2 separate regions of the Pan troglodytes genome follow, and region 1 is linked to region 2. The links are chromatin contacts, called in public HiChIP or PLAC-seq maps. All regions are on one chromosome and are shown on one strand. The core of a region is the stretch at or near the end of the contact, and the rest is flanking DNA. Distances in the headings are between cores, read along the strand shown.

Region 1 (6,635 bases), core at 1,749-4,248, 480 kb after region 2:
CATTCACCAGGATAACATGAAACATTGTGAAAATGCTCACAGTATTGTTAAGTACTTATGCATTTACCGTTTGCATTTTTTTTTTTTTGCTTTAGAATAACTTTTCAACCCACTAGCAACAGTAACCAAGGAAATATAAATCCAACAGCCTAGAATTACAACTATTTGAGAAGATTCATGGTTTCAACGTACTGCTATATTTACTGTTTCATTCTGGACAGTTTCCCGTTTCTTTAACTCCTCTCTAAGTGTCCAAAACAATATACAGAAAGTCTGCACTAAGCTTCGTTAAAGCTTTAAAATTTAGCATAGTATGTCTGGCAAATCAGAAAAACCACATATTTGTCATAACCTTTACCTTCCCTAAAATCAGAGTACATCCTGTGGATAAGGATTATTTCCCACATATTAAAGCAGAACATGATGAAACTGCTGTCCTATTTATTACAGAGGGAATGTCAGATATAAACTAGTTACCTTAATCCTACAGTGCTCACTTACGAAACACCATCCCTCCAGTTTGGCAATGCATAGTGCACTCTCATTAATCAGAATTAAACTATTTGGAAAACATATTGAGTATTTTCATACTGACATTGAATATTTTCATCTTTATGAAACAATTTCTGGACAGACTTTTTTCCCTCCAACTGACCACATGATTAGTAAAGATAGTGTACCACTTGTTTATTACTTATGGATATCTTTAGTAATGTTTCATTTAAAAAACAAAACAAAACTCTTCTTTCTCATCCATGTCTTGGGCAATCACAGATGCAAGAGTTGACATCTGTGAATATTTTCTGATTACTTACTAACTAGGAATATATACGTTAAAAAAAATTTTTAAAGGAGAAAAGCCAAATAGTTCATGTTGACTTTGAAAGACTGATGACAATGATGTGGCAATTCTAAAGTACTTAGAGGTTTAACCCAAAATTTGTTTACGTCTTTGATTTTTAGTAAACACTGCACTGATAAACATGAGTTTGTTCAGATCAAGAGTATGTTGGCATTCTCTTAAGCATAGTTTGAAACCAGAGAGCTCAAGCATAAAACAGCTCTGACAAAGATAACCAGTCAAGCATAAAAATGGGAGTTGGTTGTGTCAGAATACATTAAGAGGCCGAAGGCTGTCTGGCAGACAGCTGTCTTGCCATCATTGAAGGTGACTATTACCACTAAAAGTTGTTTTTCGGATACAGTACTTGAAATTGCTGTCATCTTGTATTTAAAATGCTCCTTATTTATAAAGCGTCACATCCTTTTCTTAACTGAAGCCTCCTTCTTGGATAACCACAAACCTAAAAGCAGTCTAAAATTGTGCTGATGCTTTCCTACAAGCACAGGGAAACTCTTTTATTGAATCTTTGTCTATTTGGAGTTGAGAATGTCTTTGGCTTTTATATTTTAAACGCCTTCTTAAATATAGATCACTATTTTTAAAATGTAAACATCCAAAGGCATTCCCTCACACTTGGAGGAATGCTAAGGCAGGAGATATGCTTGTAGTAGTCACATTTCACTTTCCCAGACGGGTGCCACAAACGTTCCGCTCAGTTACTGCTTAGGAGGCAGCATTATTAAATGCCTCACGACTTAACGGTCAGCCTCCATGCTTCTTGCTAACCTACATTTCCAAAAGATCATCCGAGAAATCTGGCAAGCCACCGAAATGGTACTAGTAAACTGGATCCATCCAAAGCACTCCACAGTGCCCTGTGGGTGTGTTTCTCACTGTAAACTACTGGGTAAAGAATTTACATACAATTTTATCTCCCAACTCGATTTGTATCCTTTGTAGGTTAGTTCTCAGGAGTACCCACTCCAGCCCAGAAATAAGTCAACGTAGTACTTCCAAACTATCACTTCAAATGTCCACGGTCAAGGGCAGGAGGAGGAAGGAATAGTAACGGGAAGACTTGTCAGCGATTAGCCATCCATAAAAATGTTCTCCCAGCGCTCCTCCTTCCGATCACAAAGCTGGCGTCAGGCAGTCTCCTGTATCTGCTCCCCACCTCGCCCCCTCCCCTCTGCGGAGAGCTGGCACCGAGGGGCGGGCCAAGGAAAAGACAAACACGCCGGCTCCGACACAGTCCAAGCGCGAGCCCGGAGACACTTCAACAACATTCCTAACTTTTTTCCTCGCTTCGCATGCCTCAAAGGTAAACAAAGCAAAAAGCCTACGAAACAGAAGGCAAGTGAGGCCAATTCGGCACTAGCGAGTTTAAAAGTGGCCCCCAAAGAGTCACAATGACGACCCCCGCCGCCCCCTCTGTCCGCTGTCCCCGATCTCCAGCTACAGCAAGCGACTCCTCAGGCGCCTATCCTGGTCACTGCCCACGCCCCGGGCCCCAGCCCCGACCTGACCGCCGCCCCCGCCGCGGGTCGAACATCCCCTGACAGGTCCCGGGGCCCGCGGCGCGGGCGGATGCAGGCGCGAGGAAGGCGAGCTGCGCCGCGGCCAACTCCCCAGAGCGGTCCCCTCCGGCCCCGCGCCCACCCCACCCCACCCCACCCCAGACAGGCTCCACCAAGAAACCCCGGGACAACGAGCGCCAAGAGCCAAGCCTCACGCCGAGAAGCCTCCCAGGCTGCCCCGAGGACGAACAACCTCGCCCTCCACTCAACGCGCTCACACGCACGCACACAAGCAGCGCGCGGCCGAGGAGGGCACGTCTTACCTGTCCCCGCGGTGCCACTCATCCCTCCCCCACCCAGGTCCGGCGCCCCCCACCCCGCCCCCGCGGTGGTCCCCCGGCCGCCCGCTCCGAGCGCCGCGCACTCACTGCCTGGCTGCGCGCGCCCAGCGCCTGCAGGGCCCGGCGGCGGCGGCGGCGGGGACCGAGACAGCGGCTGCAGCGGCGGCGGCGGCGGCGGCGGCCCCAGCCGGCGTCAGTCAGACTGGAGCCGCGAAGCCTCATCGCCCGTATTAGTGCGCCGACCTGGAAAGCGGCCAGGGAGCCCTGCTTGCGGCCCGCCCCCGCCCGCCGCCGCGCGCTCTGGCCGCTCCGGGAGCCGCAGAGGAGGGGGCTGCGCGGGCCCGGCGGGGGGCGGGAGCGAGACCGGCCCCACGGCCACGTGCGCGGAAACTCGCGGCGCGGGGGTGGCGGGGTAGTACTCCTCGCAGCGGCCTGCAGCTCGGTTCCCGCCTCTTCCCCACCCCCAGCCCCGGGCTGCCCTCTCGGTCCCCCTGCGCGACCCCAGGCTCGGCCCCTGCCCGGCCTGCTGGGGTGGCCCCGGGGTGGGGTGGGAGCCCTTTGTCTGCGTGGGTCGCCTCGCGTCTCTCTCTCCCACCCCACCTCTGAGATTTCTTGCCAGCACCTGGAGCCCGAAACCAGAAGAGTTGTCAGCCCAACAAGAATATAGGATCACCCGCCCATCAGTCTGGAGACCCTTCTGAGCTGCTGTTTCTCACATGTTTCTGGGCCCTGATAGTGACTCTCACTTGCCCTGTTTGTTCCTGATTTGCTTTTCGGAGTAAAGGGATCCTGTCCCCATGGGCAGTGACAGAGCAACTGGGCCGCAATGGCATAGGCAGAAGAAAATCTAATCACTCTGGGAGTGAGTGGTGGTTAAAACGACTCATGTAATTATGTGGATTGTAATTTCCTTACACATATTTATTTGCTTAACAACCCAGCATGTGAGATATATTATCTAATCTAATAAAAGATACAAACTTATGGGCACACAGCAATGTTACTGTACAACTTTCTCGTCTCACGGCCTGGCTGTCCCCCAGGTAGCCTGCCTCTTAAAGTCACTGTGGACTCCTGGAACCCACTCAGAAACGCCACTTAGGAAGAACCACCTCTGATTCCCCATCAGCCCGTAGCTCCTCACAGAAAAGGCATTTGCTGCAGGGGTGAACGTGGAATAAAGCCACAGGGCAGTTTTCAGCTTGCTCCTGTGTGCAGGAAAGTCATACCTCCAGTTGGCCCCGATGGCGGCTCCGAAATGTAAAGCAAGGCCTTAAATTTAACTGCTTTTTCTAGTTCTCAAAGCACTGCACTTTCTTCATGGCAGATGCTATTTTTGCATTATTATACCGTTGTAGTTGAACGGTGATTTGTTTAAAACAACATTTGCAGCAGAACCTTAAATACCATGCCTTAACCTCAAAGTCTTCTTTCTACACTGGCCCAGATACCTCTGCACCCGGCTATGTGTTGGGTTTGAGATTGTCCTGGGCGAGAAACACCAGGAAACAGCGGGACTGGTAAGGGCTACAGATTATATATTAAGGATTAGGCTGGATGTGGACTTTATTGCCAGTAAACTAATTAGGTCCTCAGAATTGATACCTTGTGGCTCAAGTTTTTAAAAATTAAATTAAGAAAAGAAATGGCCCAATCACTATCTCAGTTTCCTTCTCGTATATGAGCATAATGCGGAGGACAAGATGCAGAGAAAGAAATTATAACCTCTGCGGCGCTGGCTCATGCTTCTGGCATGGAGTCTTTCTCAGTTCGCGGAATTCTCTTGACTCTTGGCAGGCCTTTGATTTAGAGTATGTCTAGTCTGCTCTTTTCTGTACGTTCTCATTTACATACCAGGATATTTCTGCACGATGATGACTTTTTCCTGCCTAAACATTAGTCTGTCACTGATATAATTCCTATCATGTATTCCTCAAGGCTAGTATAGAAAGTTAATCCATTACACTCAACAACAATAAGATCTGGTGAGTTCCAAGAAGGAGAAAATGCTTGGCCTAAGACAGAAGGCGCAGTGTTGACACTCCATTTTACAGAAGCTGGCTGTCCTGGTTAATGGAAAGCTAGACTTTGCTTTATCTTTCCCGGTGATTTCTTGATTGGCTGTGGTTTTACTGCTTAATAGAACTTCCACCAAAACATTCTGTTATGGGAATCATATGAAAGGAGAGACTCAGTCAGAGGTTGTGATTTGGTAGAACCGCCAGTGAAATTGTGGTTCAGGACCTCAAAACCACGGCAAAACTGAAATCTGTTTTCTGAAAGATGGTAAGGTCTTGGCCTAACACGAGCTGCAGCCAGCTGTGGCCGTGTGAGAATAAGAATATCCTTTCAAGAGATAACAGACATCCAGAATTTTATGGAAAATCTTACAACTTAAAATAGTTTTTTTCTGTCGCCCAGGCTGGAGTGCAGTGGTGTGATCTAGATTCACTGCAACCTCCGCCTCGTGGGTCCAAGCAATTCTCCTGCCTCAGCCTCCCGAGTAGCTGGGACTACAGGTGCATGCCCCCATGCCCAGCTAATTTTTGTATTTTTAGTGGAGATGGGGTTTCACTGTGTTGATCAGGCTGGTCTCGAACTCCTTATCTCCAGTTGATCCGCCCTCCCAAAGTGCTGGGATTACAGGCAGGAGCCACTGTGCCCAACCACAACTTAAAATATTTTGCAACCCACCTGGGTTTTATGGTGAACCAAGTTTGGCTAGCAATTTGCAGCCTCTGGGTTTCACTTCTCTTGAGTCCATTTGGCATCTCTCTTTTTGTTCTATGAGAGAGAAACAATAACCAAGGTCATGAAATCAATCAAATTAGAGCTTTTCGTCCTGGGAGAGAACAAACCCTTTCTCAAACCGACACAATATTTGGCCTTTCTTCCACTGTCAGGCTTCACAAGGAGGGCTGATATTTGTTTCTTCTTCCTTGCCACCCCACCCTTCCTAATTTCACCAAATCTGGCTTTTGTCTTCCGCTGTGCACTGTTTGATTTCAGTGCTGTTCTAATATTCTTAGAGGTCACCGGTGACCTTTTAATCATTAATTCAGTGTTTTGTTGACTATCATTCTTTTTAAAAAAATTTTGAAACGCACCTTTATTATTTCAGTTAAATTCATGTTACTATTGGAGTTAATCAGATTTATTCATTTATTTAAAAATGTGCTTAGTAATATGTTATTTGGAACCATTTTAGGGACTAGATGAGACTGACTTTTTTTTAATGTCTGATTTTTTTTTCCTGCCTCAGGTTTATTTGTACAAATAGCACGGGAGAACACCAACCCCATGTACACGGCATCCCGGGGGTGTCGCGCTAGTCCTCTGTCCTCACGTTGGCAGACAAAGACAAAGATCTCTACTCTGAAGCCTTTGTAGGAGGCTGGGCACTTAGGGAGCCTGAGCTGGAACTGGAGCTGGAGCTGCAGCCTGGGTCTTGATTTATTCCTTGGCCTTGGCCTTTGGCCAGTACAGCCTGAGCCCCTGGGCAATGAGGGCACGAGCATACTTCCCAAGCTTGGGGTAGGGCAATATAGGCAAGTCGATCAAGCTTGCAGCTGACTCCCTTTGGGATCTTGGGCTTAACCTCCTTGGGCTTTACGAGGGCCTTGATAGCCTTGGCACGTGCACTCATGGCCTTGGCACTGTTGGCCTGCATCTTCTTTGGGCCTTTCTTGTTGTGCTTCTTGGCAAAGCACGTGTTCCTCAGGAACTCAGGGCCCACCCCCCTTAAGAGATTCGTATCGGCTGGGCGCAGTGGCTCAGGCCTGTAATCCCAACACTTTGGGAGACCGAGGCAGGTAGATCATGAGGTCAGGAGATCGAGACCATCCTGGCTAACACGGTGAGACCCCCGTCTCCACTAAAAATACAAAAAATTAGCCAGGCGTGGTGGCGGGCACCTGTACTTCCAGCTACTCG
Region 2 (7,603 bases), core at 1,500-3,999:
TGTGTAACATGGTGAAACCCCGTTTCTACTAAAAATACAAAAAAAAAATTAGTCGGGCCTGGTGGCGGACGCCTGTAGTCCCAGCTACTTGGGAGGCTGAGGCAGGAGAACGGTGTGAACCCGGAAGGCGGAGCTTGCAGTGAGCCGAGATCACACCACTGCACTCCAGCCTGGGTGAGAGCGAGACTCCGTCTCAACAACAACAACAACAAAATTCCTAGTAAAGAATTCAGCTGTCATCCTTATTTTGAAAATTAATCCTAGAGTTAAAGCTAGTTGAGCATTCACTGCCAGGTTGGAAGTGCCGACCAATGAACTTTTTAAGTTAAAAAAAAAAAGGGGGTTATATTAGTATTTAAGTTATGCCAAATATTTTAGATATTAAAGAAAGTTGTATTTACAATTATATTGTTTAATTCTCAATATATTACCAAATATATAGTTTATTTAAAGATGGGAAAAATTAAAATCTACTTATGTTTGAGTTCTAATCCTATTTTGCTGTGCAAATCTAATCCTGATTTGCATAGCAAAATTAAGATTAGATTATAATGTTGCTAAATGCAACATTATAATTATGCATTCCACTAAAACTGTGCAATTTGTGAGAAAGTCCTTTCTACTCTCTCTGCTCCTTTTGTTCTTAATTCTAAGGCCAAGTTTTTAGTTTAGAATTTTAAAGTAAAAATGGAACACTTATTCAGTTAAATTTGTTTTTATGTCATAAATCATTACTCGTTGGAACACAATATTCAGTGAAGACTTTTTTTTTTTTTGATATGGAGTCTTGCTCTGTCACCAGGCTGGAGTGCAGTGGCATGATCTGGGCTCACTGCAACCTCTGCCTCCCGGGTTCAAGCTACTCCCCTGCCTCAGCCTCCTGAGTAGCTGGAACTACAGGCGCGCGCCACCACGCCCAGCTACTTTTTGTATTTTTAGCAGAGACAGGGTTTCACCATGTTGGCCAGAATGGTCTCGATCTCTTGATCTCGTGATTCGCCTGCCTCGGATTCCCAAAGTGCTGGGACTACAGGCGTACGCCACCGTGCCCGGCCTCAGTGTAGATATTTTTTAAAGCCAAGAAAGCCATAAGTATTGCACAAGTTATACACGTACCTGAATTTACATGCACACATAGATATCAGTTCATGGGACTCACTCTCCTGTTTAAGATATGACCAGAGGCTTGTAACGACAATGTAGAATTCTAAGACAGCACAATAAAACAATCATAAACTAACCACTTCCCTTTGCCAAGTTTAGCAAAGTGGATGGAACAGGAAAAAAGATGTTCATGATAATCCTATTTCATATAGATTAAGGCTGGATTAAGGTGCAGCCATTCAGATAAGGGGAGGGGTATTAAATTATCCGAAGGTCTCATTTGGTTACTATTATTTCTTAAGGCTTTTTTAAGGCTAAAGACGGCTGAAAGTCACTGGACACCTTTGTAGCCTTGTCATCTGGTCCTGGCCAGATCTGAGTTGAGAAAAACCAGCCTCAGATCCGCCTCTGCAGGAGTTGGGCGCTCCCCACTCCCTGCACGCCCCGACTCCAACACTGGCTTCAGCTTCAATCCCAGAAAAGAGGATCAAAACGACAGGTTCCACGAACAAACACTGCGCCGGCGCCTCTACTTTGGAGAAAAGGAAAAAGGCGTGAGGTTTCGGTCATTTTTGTCAAAGGAAATCAGATGAAAAGGGGTGTACAAAGGACCAGGTCTCGTGAGCGCAGCCAATCTTGTCCGCTCCCAAGCGACTCAGGCTCTTGGCAGGACTTGCTGTAGAGTCCCAGACGGAGTTAGCCACTGAGTCCTTCAGCGACCCAGGAAATAACAACACTGTTGGCAGGTGGGGGAGGGCTCCCGGGAAGATATCCAATAGTGGCGTCAGGCAAGAGGACAGAAATGCTCCTTTCATTCACCTTGCGAAGCAGAGCATTTGGTCCCCGTTGGCCTCTGACTCTCTGTTGCGGCAATCTAGATGTTACCAGAATTCCCGTGTTTCCTTCATATTCAAAGGCACAGGAAATCTGGGGTGCAAGCGGACTGCTGTCTCTCAAGGAATAGAAGTCTGTGACAAACGTATAGAAATGAGTTTCATGTTGAACAAGATCCGTTTCTGCGTTCCTCCCTCAACCAGCCTTGATTCTCCGGATGCTTACCAACTTCTTAATATTTGCCTCATCTGCAAGGCTTTCAACCCGCGCTTTTGTTAGAATACTACTATCTTCCCATTAAAGCAATGCCCACACTCAGTTTGCTTGGTGAAAATGTTAATAACGCACACTTAGAAAACGGTGATAACCGTTGCTTGCATAAAGTGGCCATTTGAATAGACTTTGGGTCTGATTTAGAGATTTAGGGATGGATGTTTAAAACAAAGCAAAAGTAGTAACAGACTATAGCATTGGTAATGTGTGTGTGCATATATACATATTATTTTTTAAAAAATAAAGTTCGATTATTTCACCTGGCTTGTCAGTCACCTATGCAGGCGTCTGAGCCCCCGGGTTTCCAGGAGCCCCCCGTATAAGGACCCCAGGGACTCCTCTCCCCACGCGGCCGGGCCGCCCGCCCGGCCCCCAGCCCGGAGAGCTGCCACCGACCCCCTCAACGTCCCAAGCCCCAGCTCTGTCGCCCGCGTTCCTTCCTCTTCCTGGGCCACAATCTTGGCTTTCCCGGGCCGGCCTCACGCAGTTGCGCAGGAGCTCGCGGGGGAAGACCTCTCGTGGGGACCTCGAGCACCTCGTGGGGACCTCGAGCACCACGTGCGACCCTAAATCCCCACATCTCCTCTGCCGCCTCGCAGGCCACATGCACCGGGAGCCGGGCGGGGCAGGCGCGGCCCGCAAGGACCCCCGCGATGGAGAGGCAACACTGCCGCGACTGCACTTGGGGCAGCCCCGCCGCGTCCCAGCCGCCTCCCGGCAGGAAGCGTAGGTGTGTGAGCCGACCCGGAGCGAGCCGCGCCCTCGGGCCAGCGTGGGCAGGGCGCCGCAGCCTGCGCAGCCCCGAGGACCCCGCGTCGCTCTCCCGAGCCAGGGTTCTCAGGAGCGGGCCGCGCAGGAGACGTTAGAGGGGGTTGTTAGCGGCTGTTGGGAGAACGGGTCACGGAAACAGTCCCTTCCAAAGTCGGGGCCATCGTGGGGTGGGCGAGTCCGCCCTCCCAGGCCGGGGGCGCGGACCAGAGGGGACGTGTGCAGACGGCCGCGGCCAGCCCCACCTCGCCCGGGCGGAGACGCACAGCTGGAGCTGGAGGGCCGTCGCCCGTTGGGCCCTCAGGGGCCTGAACGCCCAGGGGTCGCGGCGAGCCCACCCGGAGCGAGTCAGGTGAGCAGGTCGCCATGGCGATGCGGCCCCGGAGAGCGCACGCCTGCCGCGGTCGGCATGGAAACGCTCCCGCTAGGTCCGGGGGCGCCGCTGATTGGCCGATTCAACAGACGCGGGTGGGCAGCTCAGCCGCATCGCTAAGCCCGGCCGCCTCCCAGGCTGGAATCCCTCGACACTTGGTCCTTCCCGCCCCGCCCTTCCGTGCCCTGCCCTTCCCTGCCCTTCCCCGCCCTGCCCCGCCCGGCCCGGCCCGGCCCTGCCCAACCCTGCCCCGCCCTGCCCCGCCCAGCCGGCCACCTTTTAACCGCGATCCTCCAGTGCACTTGCCAGTTGTTCCGGACACATAGAAAGATAACGACGGGAAGAGCGGGGCCCGCTTTGGGGTCCAGGCAGGTTTTGGGGCCTCCTGTCTGGTGGGAGGAGGCCGCAGCGCAGCACCGTGCTCGTCACTTGGGATGGAGACAGGCTTTTCCGCAATCATGTACCCTGGATCTTTTATTGGGGGCTGGGGAGAAGAGTATCTCAGCTGGGAAAGACCGGGGCTCCCAGATTTCAACTTCCAGGTAACGTGGGTTTAGTATCCCGACTTGGAGGCTTGTCAGAATGTTTCTGTCCTTCCAGCCCAACACGAAGTCTTGGGATAAAAAGCCTCCCTCAGGGATTCAAATAACTGTTTTGATTCAGAGCAACTTTGATCGCCTGTGCGGTCGCACCTGCCCTTTCAGCCCCAATAATTGCTGGGAAGATCAGCAATTGGTGTTAGTCCCATTGCTTGGTGCTCTCCCTCCTAGAGGTTCGCTGTGTCCTTGGAGCCCGGGGTGGACGGGATCGACTAACCAGCTTGTCTGTTTCTCTTTCCCTGGTAGCAGCAGCCCGTGGAGTCTGAAGCAATGCACTGCAGCAACCCCAAGAGTGGAGTTGTGCTGGCTACAGTGGCCCGAGGTCCCGATGCTTGTCAGATACTCACCAGAGCCCCGCTGGGCCAGGATCCCCCGCAGAGGACAGTGCTAGGGCTGCTAACTGCAAATGGGCAGTACAGGAGGACCTGTGGCCAGGTAATGACTCAGACGCATTGAGAATGATGCTTGTGGAGAACGGCTCTCCTGCTTTGGTGCCAGGTGCTTTTCTCTTGCCCTTGTACCTACAACTCCCCCTGAGTATTACAACCCTGGAATCTGGACTACAGGGAAGTTGATTTATTTCTTTTCTTCTTTCTTTCTTTCTTGCTTTTCTTTCTTTACTTCTTTCTTTTTCTTTGTTTCTCTTCCTTCCTCCTTTCCTTTTCTTTTCTTTCCTTTCCTTCTTTTTTTTTTTTTTGAGACGGAGTTTCGCTCTTGTCGCCAGGCTGGAGTGCAGTGACGCGATCTCGGCTCACTGCAACCTCCACCTCCCGGATTCAAGCGATTCTCCTGCCTCAGCCTCCCGAGTAGCTGGGATTTCAGGCACCCACCACCACGCCCGGCTAATTTTTGTATTTTTAGTAGAGATGGGATTTCACCATGTTGGCCAGGCTGGTCACCAACTCCTGACTTCAGGTGACCCGCCCACCTCGGCCTCCCAAAGTGTTGGGATTACAGGCGTCAGCCACGGTGGCAGGCCAGTTGATTTCTTAAGATCACCTTGAGGGGTTCGGTTTTCAGCTAGAAATAGTGATTAGTTTTATTTGTTATTTTTTCCACTATCAAGGAAATAGGTCTAGGAACTCTTTGGGTTATGTATATTAAAGTAATTTAAGGGCTGGGCTAAAAGGAAATGTGAATGCTTCCAAATAAACTGTAGAACTGGGTTTCCTCCAGGTTAGAGCAATGTTCACATTGATGCAGGCTGTGCCTAAAGCAAACCTGGATAATCTTGGCTGTGTTCATTGCGGATAGTGTTAAAATCAGGATTAGATCAGGCTAGATTAGATTACTCCAAAATGGGTGCTTTGAAGGCAGACATCTTCCCAGTACTGACTAAGCAGCTATGCTAACAGGTAATGGTCCCTCAGATATTAATTGTGTGAACTTAACTGATCATACATACCTTAACCAGACTGAAAACTATACCTTTCCTATTTCATAAGTGAGAAAATCTGAAAGGTTTAAGCCTCTGCCAAAAGAAAGCTATGGTAGAAACTAGATTAGAAGCCCCTCATCTACTGACTCTTCACATGCTCTGTTCAAAGCTTTGGAGAAAATTGAGTGGAAGTGGTTTTAACAAATTTTAATTTGCTTAGCAATGTTTGCTTTTTAAAACTTAAAGCCTGAGACTTGGTTCTTATGAATTGTCAGTTGTGCCTGTGTTGAATGGTCGCATTTTAAATTCCCAGTTGCTAACCTCTTATGTTACCTGGTGCCACTTCTGCATTTCCCTGTACCTATCCTCTACAACCTGCTTAGAAATCTATTTTGTACCTTCCCTTCTCTGTTTAATCCTCAGTAACCTCCTCCTTCATGCCCAGTCTCAGCTGATCGCTTTGTATCTTATTTTCCTAAAAATATAGAAGCAAGCAGAAGAGAATCTCCACATGTCCCCGTGTGCCATATAATCTGCCATCTACATCCTGTTATGTGACTGCTATGTCCCTGCTCTCATGCGAGGTGCCCCCCCGCCCCCCGCCATGCGTACAATATACTTGTGTCTTCTTGCTTCTTCAAGGATGTTACTGCAGCCACTTTTCTTTCTCTCATTAGTTTTTTCTTTTCTACTGGGCCAAATCTGTAAGCATACAAATATATTGCCATTTTCCCATCTTAAAAACCTTTCAACTAAACGCTCCCTCTGAGTATTACAACCCTGGAATCTGGACCACAGGGAAGAAGTTGATTTTGTAAAATCACCTTGACCTGTCCCTTTTTCAGCTAGAAATGGCGACGAATTTTCTTTGTTAGTTTTCCAGTATCAAGGAAATAGGTCTAGGAACTGTTTGCATTATGTCGATTAAAGTAATTTAAGTGCTTAAAGAAATTTAAGTAATGGGACAGAAGCTATCCCATTTAAAGCCACATATATTGAAAGTTTGTCGTATTTTGACATATATAATGTTGCCTTTCCCACTAACATGTAAGCTCCATCCAGGTGTTGATTTAGGTTGTCATGTTCACTGTTGTGTGTCCATTACTTTGAACAGACCTGGGCCTGGCCAGGATGGCACACATTGTTGGATGAATGTTCTCTGTCTCTAGTTCTTTTCCTGCTCTATTTGGACTCAATTCATAGTCTTTTCCTTCCTCGACTGATCAGCATTATTTGACGTGGTTGATCATTATTTTTTCCTTGAAATAATTTCTTCTCATTCAGCTTGTAGAACACCACTCTCTCCAAGTTTTCTACCTAGCTCATTGGCCACCGTTTGATATTCTAATTGTTACTTATATATATAGTCTCTACAAGTTAGAGTGCCCTAGGACCTAGTCTTTGATCTAAATCTTGCACTCACTCCCTTAGTAGCCTCTTAGTCTCCTAGCATTAAACACTCTCTATTTGGTGATGACTGATATTTCTATCTCTGGCCTGGGCCTCTGAGCTTTATTGCAGGCTCACATATTCAGGAGCCTACTTGGCATCTCCACTTAGGTCATATAATAAGCAACGTATAAAACGAAACACCCATGCTTTTCCCTACTCACAGACTGCTCTTCCCAAGTCTTCCTTATCTCAGTAAATGGAGTAGCCATCCTTTCTGTTATTTAGCCTCCAAACCTTTGTCTTCCTCGATTCTTATTTTTCTCTCACCCCACATCTAATCTTATGAGAAAATATTATTAACTCTACTTTTTAAATGTCTAGAACTATTTTGCTCTTCATGGTTTACAATTACTTCCCTGGTTCAAATCCCTATTGTGTCTCACTTAGAATTTTCAAGTTTTGTAATTGATTGGCTTACTTACTCTCCACCTATGCACAGCCAGAATCATCCTTTTAAGAAATAAAAAGATTATGCCACTCCTTTGCCCAAAATTCCAGTGGCTCCTGTCTCTGAATAAAAGCCAATTCTTAGATCAGCCTTGGCAAGTGAACAAAAACAAAATAATAGTAATGAAAACTAATCCTTAATTGGCCTATGGTAAGTCCTTCATGATTGGCCTCTTTTTTCTTTCTGTCCTCATGGCCTATATGACTGTCTCACTCTGCTCTGTTTGCTCCTACTGTGTCTTTTCTAGTTTGTTTCATTCTTCTCCCACAGACTAGAATATAAACTCCATCAAGGTAGTTCTTTTTAAACATTTTGTTCACTGCTAAATTCTGGGCATGAGAAAAGCTTCTAGCACATAGTAGATACTCAGTAAA

What was found. HiChIP or PLAC-seq counts read pairs in DNA pulled down with a chosen protein or histone mark.
Region 1: a contact with region 2 is called in an H3K4me3 HiChIP or PLAC-seq map of stem cell-derived excitatory neurons, with 3 times the contacts expected there. The contact joins the promoter of SMAD9 here to the promoter of CCNA1 in region 2. A contact is called at or near these places in 1 of 1 datasets of contacts at active chromatin or transcription factors (stem cell-derived excitatory neurons) and 1 of 1 other capture datasets (stem cell-derived neural stem cells).

Annotation. Positions count from the first base shown.
Region 1 is chr14:36,025,538-36,032,172 of NHGRI_mPanTro3-v2.0_pri, forward strand. SMAD9 (SMAD family member 9) reads right to left here and starts at 2,999. Exons shown (of 6, transcript XM_016925194.3): 1 at 2,790-2,999.
Region 2 is chr14:35,544,323-35,551,925 of NHGRI_mPanTro3-v2.0_pri, forward strand. It overlaps CCNA1 (cyclin A1), which reads left to right and starts at 2,750. Exons shown (of 9, transcript NM_001246437.1): 1 at 2,750-2,941; 2 at 4,201-4,386. The coding sequence starts at 4,222.